3 separate regions of the Zea mays genome follow, and all the other regions are linked to region 3. Evidence: chromatin contacts called from public Hi-C data. All regions are on one chromosome and are shown on one strand. The core of a region is the stretch at or near the end of the contact, and the rest is flanking DNA. Distances in the headings are between cores, read along the strand shown. Region 1 holds the start of LOC100304316 (PHD finger protein). Region 2 holds the start of LOC100273969. Region 3 holds the start of LOC100280325.

The links. A called contact is a pair of places that touch in the nucleus more often than the background predicts.
Region 1: a Hi-C map of endosperm shows a contact between it and region 3, with 2.2 times the contacts expected there. The contact joins the promoter of LOC100304316 here to the promoter of LOC100280325 in region 3. A contact is called at or near these places in 2 of 25 Hi-C or Micro-C datasets (endosperm and leaf).
Region 2: a Hi-C map of leaf shows a contact between it and region 3, with 2.8 times the contacts expected there. The contact joins the promoter of LOC100273969 here to the promoter of LOC100280325 in region 3. A contact is called at or near these places in 5 of 25 Hi-C or Micro-C datasets (ear, leaf and tassel).

What each region holds. Positions count from the first base shown.
Region 1 is chr4:11,284,086-11,286,897 of Zm-B73-REFERENCE-NAM-5.0, reverse strand. LOC100304316 (PHD finger protein) reads left to right here and starts at 1,420. Exons shown (of 6, transcript NM_001165758.1): 1 at 1,420-1,611; 2 at 1,801-1,895; 3 at 1,980-2,094; 4 at 2,485-2,700. The coding sequence starts at 1,886.
Region 2 is chr4:11,064,148-11,067,083 of Zm-B73-REFERENCE-NAM-5.0, reverse strand. LOC100273969 reads right to left here and starts at 1,419. Exons shown (of 1, transcript NM_001148356.1): 1 at 1-1,419. The coding sequence starts at 1,325.
Region 3 is chr4:10,799,562-10,802,261 of Zm-B73-REFERENCE-NAM-5.0, reverse strand. It overlaps LOC100280325, which reads right to left and starts at 1,396. Exons shown (of 7, transcript NM_001153251.1): 1 at 1,220-1,396; 2 at 445-840; 3 at 1-50. The coding sequence starts at 839.

The sequences.
Region 1 (2,812 bases), core at 171-2,670, 480 kb before region 3:
AGTAATACCATACAATATAGGGCCTGTTTGAGAGCTTTGCTTCAAAAACTTCAGCTTTGGTTTTCCAGTTTCACTATAAAACAGCTCCAGCAAATTGTTAAGGTGAGTTCCAGGAGCGTTTGGTTTGTATATGGGCTCCAACTTCTATAGTACAATTGATTTGTGTGGGTTTCCTTGATTATCCTTGATGATTAGTGGGTTGTCGCCAGAGAGAACGGAACTTGTATGTTGCGTAACCAGTGGCATGGTGGGTAATTTTCGCACACCTTCACGAGGAGATATAAAAACAGTGTTTTTGAAGCACCCTCTAAGAAGCTTCATGAATTTTATGAAACGGGCCTCTAGTTTCGATTTTTTTTAAAACTAAAGCTCGTGGAGCTGGACCTGTTTGGGTGGAAGAAGTTAGAATAAAATTGAAATTCTTGAAGTGAAGCTCTCCCAAACAGGGCCATATATTTTTACTTATTTATTATTTGATATAAATAGTTTATATATATCTTGAGTGTTTATAATAATAACATTTATGTATTAAAAATAATTAAAAATACCTTTATTTAAATCTGGTCTCAGATCCCTAAAATGTCAAGACCCCCGCTGTAGTGTCGTGTACAACGGCTAGCCTAGCGCATGTCAATCAAAACCACCTGTTCAGTAAAAACAATTTGAGTGGTTGTTAGAGAAGTCGAAAATTTTAGTTTTCTGATTAGGGAGAGAATCGAACTCACACAATATCTGATTTAAAGAAGGTGGCATGGACTATTTGTTGCGTACGGTCTGGCCCAGCTATACAAGTATACAACGGCATCCCTCTGCTATTCTAACCTCACGTTCACGGCCCATCGGAAACCAGCCCAGCCCCACCCCTCCCAATTTCTATCCCAGCGACTTTGTTTATGTATGACTTCCCAAATTGAACTCAACCTTCCGAAAACTTTCCATCTCAACCGTCCCGCTCACGCCGCTATCAATATCAGACGTGTACGCGTGCGACTCCTGGACCCAGCAGGCAGCAGGGACAGACTCGTCAATCTCTCGCCACAAACCGACTCCACCCGGACCCGGGTATAAATACACGCCCGCCTCCAATTCTCCACTACGGATCCAAATTCCAAACCGCGCGAACTTCTGCCGCTCAAAATTCCAAATCGTCCTGACTACCCGCGCTTCCCATAATCCTATCCCGCCCGCGCGGCCCCTCTCGGGATTCAAACGCCAGCCGTTTGTCCTCTCAAACCCGATCGGATCTGACCGCCCTCCCAGGCCGTAACAGGATCCCGTCGGTCATGGCCGTGATAAACGGGCGCTCGAAGCGTGTTCGGGTGACGGCGGTGCCGCGCCCTCTGGAGCTGCGGTCGTTCCCGGCCGCCGGAGAGGGGCCGCGCCCGCTGGTCCTGCTGTCGTTCCCGGCCGCCGGAGAGGGGCTGCCGCCGCGTGGTGCGTTTCGCGACTGTGTACGGTCGTTCCTGGCTGGATCCGCGGTGCCGGCGGACGGCGCGTGGCAGGTAGCCTTTGGAGTCGGGAACGGGGTGGTCGTGGTGATGGAGGTGGTGGAAGAGGACGTCGCTAAAACTGGGATCGAGCGGATCTACTGCGATCACTGTACCGTCGCCGGTGAGTGACTCGTATTGTTTGCTGACCCTTCCATAGTCATATCAGCCGCAGTAGTGTGTTCATTTTTGCAGAGCTGTTTTTTCATATCAGTGGACTATTAAAACCAGTAGGGGTGGAGGGACACGTTTAGATCTCTTATGAATATGCTTGGTTAGGGCATCTGGTTATTATACTAAATTAATTTAGTAGACTTGACAGCCTGACTCCTCATTAACCTGCTCGGCCTGCTTCTGTGTGTTCGTCTGAACATGTGTATACATTTTTTCTTCTACAGATGCCAATCGGTAAGCAAATTCTATCAAACGAGATGATGATTGTTATGGCCGGAGAATCTCAATACCATCGCCTTTTCTTTTACAATTTAATAGGCTGGAGTAGACACCCTGTTTGTGGAAGGAGGTACCATTTCATAATTCGGAATGAATACAAAACCTGCAAGCATTGTGACCATTGTGGTCTTATGGCCCAGTCGTTTGGAACACGGTAAGCTGATCTACTTGTAAAATTAGGAATTGCTACTATAGTGTAATAAAAATCAAATCGCTCACAACAATAACCCAAATAGTGAAGAAGACAGTACCGTAACAAGAAATTGTTTGATTCAATGCGCATGTGCATTTCCATTTAGGCAAGCCCCTAGAACTGCAAGCATTGTGGGCTTATGGCCCAGTTGTTTGCAACACGGTAAGCTGATCTACTTGTAAAATTAACAATTGCTACTATAGTGTAGTAAAAATCAAACCTCTCACAACAATAACTTAAATAGTGAAGAAGATAGTACTGTAACAAGAAATTATTTGATTTAATGTGTATGTGCATTTCCATCAAGGCAAGCTTCTAGAAGCACTGATCATTTTTATCATTGATAATCAGGTGCCCGACATGCAAATATGTGATCTCCTCTGATGATCCGGAAGATTGGGACTATAGGCAGTTGGATAATCCACGTCACTTGCTGCATGGTATTGTACATGACAATGGGTTTGGTCACCTTGTTCGGATAAATGGCAGAGAGGGTGGCTCTAGTCTTCTGACGGGGATTCAACTGATGGGTTTCTGGGATTGGCTCTGCAGATACCTTAGAGTCAGGTAAAACCGATTTCCTTTATTTCTGACCACAATGTGACAACGGGGTTAGCAGTTTATGAGTTCACATGAGCCATACTTATGATTATGCACTGCGTGCATGAATCAAAAATCA
Region 2 (2,936 bases), core at 170-2,669, 260 kb before region 3:
GTGATGGCCGTGAGCCCCGTCCGCCCGCCCTCCCGGATCCCCGCGGTGGACTCGATGTAGGTGGTCACCGTGGAGCTCCCGAGCCCCGCGCTGAGCACCGTCGACCCGGCGTCCACGAGGAACGCGCGGTACTCGCCCTCGAACCCGCCGCCTTCCTTCACGAACCCTCCGTACTCTGCCATGGAGTACATTGTCCCCGTCGTGTCCAGGACGTCCACGTACAGGAGCGTGAGCAGGGCGAGCCAGACGTTGCCGTGCCGGAAGCCGCCGAAGCTGAGCTGCCCCGCGGTGCTCCGGATCACGTGGAAGTCCACCACCTTCCTGAAGTAGTCGAAGCCGGCATTGCCCGCCGCCGTGTCCGGGAACACCGTCACGCTGGTGCCTCTGATCCAGGAGACCACAGTGACGAACAGGATGCCGTAGATCATGCTCCCCTTCACGTCCCTGCCCAGGCACGTGGCCGTGATCAGGAAGCCGACGGCGCCCAGCCAGAACGTCGGGCTGCGCATGGTGCCGCCGAGGCAGGCGCCGGTGGCCGGGTCCACGTCCGAGCAGGCGGCCAGCGTGACCAGCGTCGACGGGCTGGCGCCGACGAGCCCGACCCCCTGGTGCGCCTGGAGCCCCGTGAAGGCCAGGAACAGGCCGATGCCGACCGCCGAGGCCAGGCGGATGTTCCGCGGGATCATCCGCGCCAGCCTGGACCGGAGTCCCACGGCGGACAGCGCGAAGAACACGAGGCCCTCCAGCATCACGACGGCCAGCGCCGTGCGGTAGCCGATGGGCCCGGATCCGTGGAAGCCGACCATGTTGTACGCGAAGTAGGCGTTGGCGCCCATGCCGGGGGCCAGCGCCAGCGGGAGGTTGGCGAAGAGCCCCATGGCGAAGGAGCCGGCCATCGCGGCCACGGCCGTGGCCACGATCAGGTCGCTCTTGGTGCGCGCCAGGCACTGCTGGTACCCCGGGTTAGCCTTAGCCCCGACGACTGCGCAGTCCGCGGTCGTCGAGTTGGTGGCGGTGGCCACGGGGGTGCAGTCCCGCGCCGTGCACGGACCGCCGGAGTCGGTCAGGATTGCGGCGTTCACGGAGATGATGTAGGCCATGGTGAGGAACGTGGCGGCGCCGGCGCGGAGCTCCTTGGTGAAGGAGCTCTTGCGCGCGTCCAGCTTGAAGTACCTCCCCACGTGGCTCCCGGCGACGGCACGGTTCACGGCGGCCTCGGCCTCCGAGAGCCTGCTCCATGGCCCCGTTGCCTTGGACGACGTCGCCGCCATTGTATCTTCTTGGATGTTGACTTCGTCGTCCGTACTCCTTCTCGACTGGTACATGTGTCGAGGTTCTTCGACCTCGGACGCGTGTGTGGTGGTCTACTCGTACGAGCCCGGGGAACGCGACCCGGAGCTGCTGCTTATATGCATGTTGGTGGGAGAGGCCGCCGGAGACTGGACAGAGGGTTGAAGAAACGTTTGGGGGTCGGTAGATGTGTGGTGCGTCGCCCGGCCGACGGTACGGGTGGGGTGGGCATCCTTTCGTGGGAACGGTGCACACTGACAAATAAATAAAAAAGTTTCGGCAGGGTCCACTTCTCTCATGTTTATTCCGCGTCATGATATTCAAGTTGCGACCGGCTGCTCATCATGTGGGTCAATTAAGGCGTGTTTGGTTGCTCCTGCTAAAGTTTAGTCCGGGTCACATCAAGCGTTTGACTTTTAAATATGAGTATGAAATATAGACCCAACCAACTGAACTAGATTCGTCTCGTCTTTTAATCTTCGGCTGACAAATTAGTTTTATAATCCGACTACATTTAATACCCGGAACGGAGGTTCAAACATTCGATGGGACATGGGCTAAATTTTAGCGGGGTGTAACCAAACACCCCCTAATTTGCACGGCTTCATTAGGAACTGCTACTTATATCACAGATAATGAACATATACCTTTTCAGTTTTGACGCAAGCCTGAAAAAGCTAGGTAGGCTTGGTTCCAAAGGTGTAGGTACAAAGTTGTGTTGCATCAGTTTTGTAACACTTTGTTCCCGTACTTACTTCTCGTAGCTAATTAAGATCATATATTGTCCCCACAGACTAACACGAGTCTTTTGTGCGCACTTTGTCCTCACTCATATGCACCCGCTAAAACTTCCCGGTCAGTCACCGATCCCAAATTGCTCCAAGTCATGCACGCTTAACTTGGAGGTTCTTTCGAGATAGACTTTCGAAAAAAAGGTGCACATTATTTTGGTATGGATACTCTATTAATTTATTAAGCCTTGTGCCAAGGTATCACCATCTCAGGGGTCAGGATATCACAATCACCCCATTAGAAGTCTGACATCCTCGTCAGTCAACCCCCAATCCAGGAACCTTCCCTCTTAGCCATGTTTGTGTGTCTAGTGTCGTCATATGCCATGTCATGTGACCACTCCGGGCCCACATGCGCCATGCGCTATATACCGAACCTCTAACCCACACACGCCCGTGAAACCGCGAGGGTCGGCTCTGATACCACTTGTAACACCCCGTCCACTTCCGGACCGGTGGTACTTACTCCTGGCAGATCTCTAGGATCATATATTATTCCCACAGACCAACACGAATCTTTTGTGCGCATTTTGTCCTCACTCATGCGCACTCGAGAAAACTTCCCGGTCGGTCACCCATCCCAAATTGCTTCAAGCCATGCACGTTTAACTTGGAGGTTCGTTCGAGATAGGCTTCCGAAAAAGAAGATGCACCTTATTGGTATGGGTACTCTATTAATTCTATTAAGCCTTGGGCCAGAATATCACCATCCCAGGGGCCAGGATATCACAAGTTTCGTCTTACGGTTGCCTTCTATCTATTCCGAAGCAACACACAATTTTTTCAATTAAAAGAAAGAGCTGCTTACACAATTACACAAATAGGGAGATAACCAAGGCCTTATTTGATATAGCT
Region 3 (2,700 bases), core at 147-2,646:
CCAGCTGCTTGAACTCAGGGTAGATGCAGGCACTTGATGCATAGAAGAACCTGCCATGTAAACGACAGAAATTTCAAACTTTTTTTTTTTTGCAAGAGATGGGCTCTAAATTAACCTCAGCTGCATCTGACAGCAGTTTTCATGTGGCCAATGCCCAATGAATACTTCCCTCTTGTGGGCCAATACAATATACAAACCCAAGAGGAAAGGAAACATGTCAACTGTAAATAAATTTCCAGAATATACTAATGAACACAGGCCGTTTAATAATTCTTCAGATGTAGAAATTGAGCAAAGCTTTCATGAACAGAAGTATTATCTTTGATTTCAAGATTTTCCTAACTGAACAGATTTAGCACTGGAGGCAATATATATGAAACTAGCTCACCAGGGTAAATGCACGCATGATAAACAAAGAGCAGCTACCTTGAGGCTGGAAATTACCTCTTGACGCCGTTAATTCTAGCAGCCTCAAGCATGTTAAAGCTGATCATGGTGTTGTTGTACATGATGACGGAGTGGTTGGACTGGATGAACCCCATCCCACCCATGTCAGCCGCGAGGTTGAACACGTGGTCAACCCCCGTGGTGACCTTGAGGCAGTTGTCCATGACCCTCAGGTCCACGAGGTGGAACTCGTGGCAGAACATGTCCTCGGGCATGTGCTCGTTCCTCTTCCAGTCGGAGGCGACGACGTAGTGGCCCTCGCCCTTGAGGCGGCGCGCGATGTGGGAGGCGATGAACCCGCCGGCCCCGGTGATGGAGACCCGCAGCTTCTCGAACGGCCAGTACGGCTCCTTCTCCAGCTCCGCGTACGTGTACTCCTTGTTGAGCGCCATTCTGCACACGCAGAAGATCGAGCCTTAGGACGAAAACTAACCAAATAGAGCCAACACGATCTCTGTAGCGCTCATCGGCCATGACCATGAGAGTAAACCCACAATATTTTTCAGGAAAACAAACTTTTTTCTTAAACCCACAATATTTTTCAGGAAAACAAACTACAGGGCAACAGCTTTTGCTCCCCCTGTTTTCGATAAGGCGAAACGAAAGGATGAAGAGCAGCTCACTCACGGCGCGCGAGCGACAAAACAAATGCGCGGGCACGAGCGCGCGACACCTAAACCACGCGGCGATCCTAGAAGAACTGGTGCTCCAGACCCCGAGCGCCGGCGGGAAGTTTTTCCCCCCCAAAGAGGGGAGGGGGCAGACTGTATACCTGGCAGTGAATGGCAAACGGTGGCGTGGAGCCGCTGGAGCGAGACGGGGCGGGAGGGGGAGGACCGGACCGGAGGAGTCTAGTTCCTGAATCTGGACAGCGGGAACGGCTCGCCGGATCTACCCCCACCTCCGGCAGCTCTTAAATAGGAGTGGCGGCGATGGCGAGACGACCTCGTTCTTGTCTCTTATGGGAGAAGGATTGGAGGTGGAGAACTGGAGATGGTCAGATGCAGAGCGTACTGTATCTATTTTCTTGCGCATTGGACCCTCCAATTTTCAGTTTTCCTGTGCATGCCCGGATACCCCCCCTACGCGGCGGCTACCCATAATGACCAAGACTTTTTTTTTGTTATGCAAAATTGATAAAGTTGGACTTTGGGATGTGGGAAGCACTATAAAAATATAATTAATAAAGAATCTAATTATTATTATTATTATTATTTTGTTATGCAAATTTGATTAAATTTGAGATGTTTTGACTTTCTAAAAAAATAAAACAATTTATAATATGGAACCGACAAAAAATAGGTAGAACACAAACAAAATTTGGATTCGTTACCGAGGTCGGTCATAGTAGGACCCTACAAAACAATGTAGATCCATGATGAGACATTTGTTGCGTGTGCCATTTCTCAGCCGTCTGGCCGGAAATTCCAGGTCGAACGCTAGTTTGGTTTGGGGCGGTCAAGAAGCTAGCTAGCACGAACTGATGAATCAGCGCGTACCGCGCGTACGCGCCAGTTTGTTCGTCTATACGATGCAGTAGTGCAAGAACTTTGCTCTCGTACCAGCATTTGCCACATGAATGATTTTTGTACAGTTGCACGACGACGCACGTACACACGTACGTAGTTAATTATTGATCTGCTGTTATTTTTTTTTCTCTCCTCCTTTCTGTATTCGTCGTACGACGTGCAGATCCGATCCGGTGCTATTTCACATATATATGATCATTATCAGCTAACTCTCGGAAGGTGTCTTTATTTCTCCACACAGATGTATATATTCTCTGTATAGTCCCTGTTTGAATCAAACAGGTACGTGGTGGGATGAAAAAAAAAACAACAAGAAGAAATTCTTAATAGAAATGAATCCGAGTAAAACTCTTTCCACTGAATGTTTTTTAAATCTGTCTCTCCCTTTCTGTAACACTGGGTCGTTCGTTTCAAATTAAAGTCGATTCTTTGGACCCCTGCAGCTAACTGTGCTATTTTTGAACGACAAAAAAAGTACTAACCTGGAGTTAGGCAGCTGACCTTGGTGTGCCTGTACTGAAACAGGTAATTAATATAAGCGACGACGTGCTTACATTGCGTTTGTTATTTGTACTTGATGGAAAGGGCATGCATGCATGCATGCATAAACCAAACATATACGTATGCATGGTATACTAGCAGTGAAACCGAAGGGCAAACAATGCAAGTTAGTTCATGGCGGAAAAACCCAATGCGGCGTACGTACGTGAGTCATTGGCACACA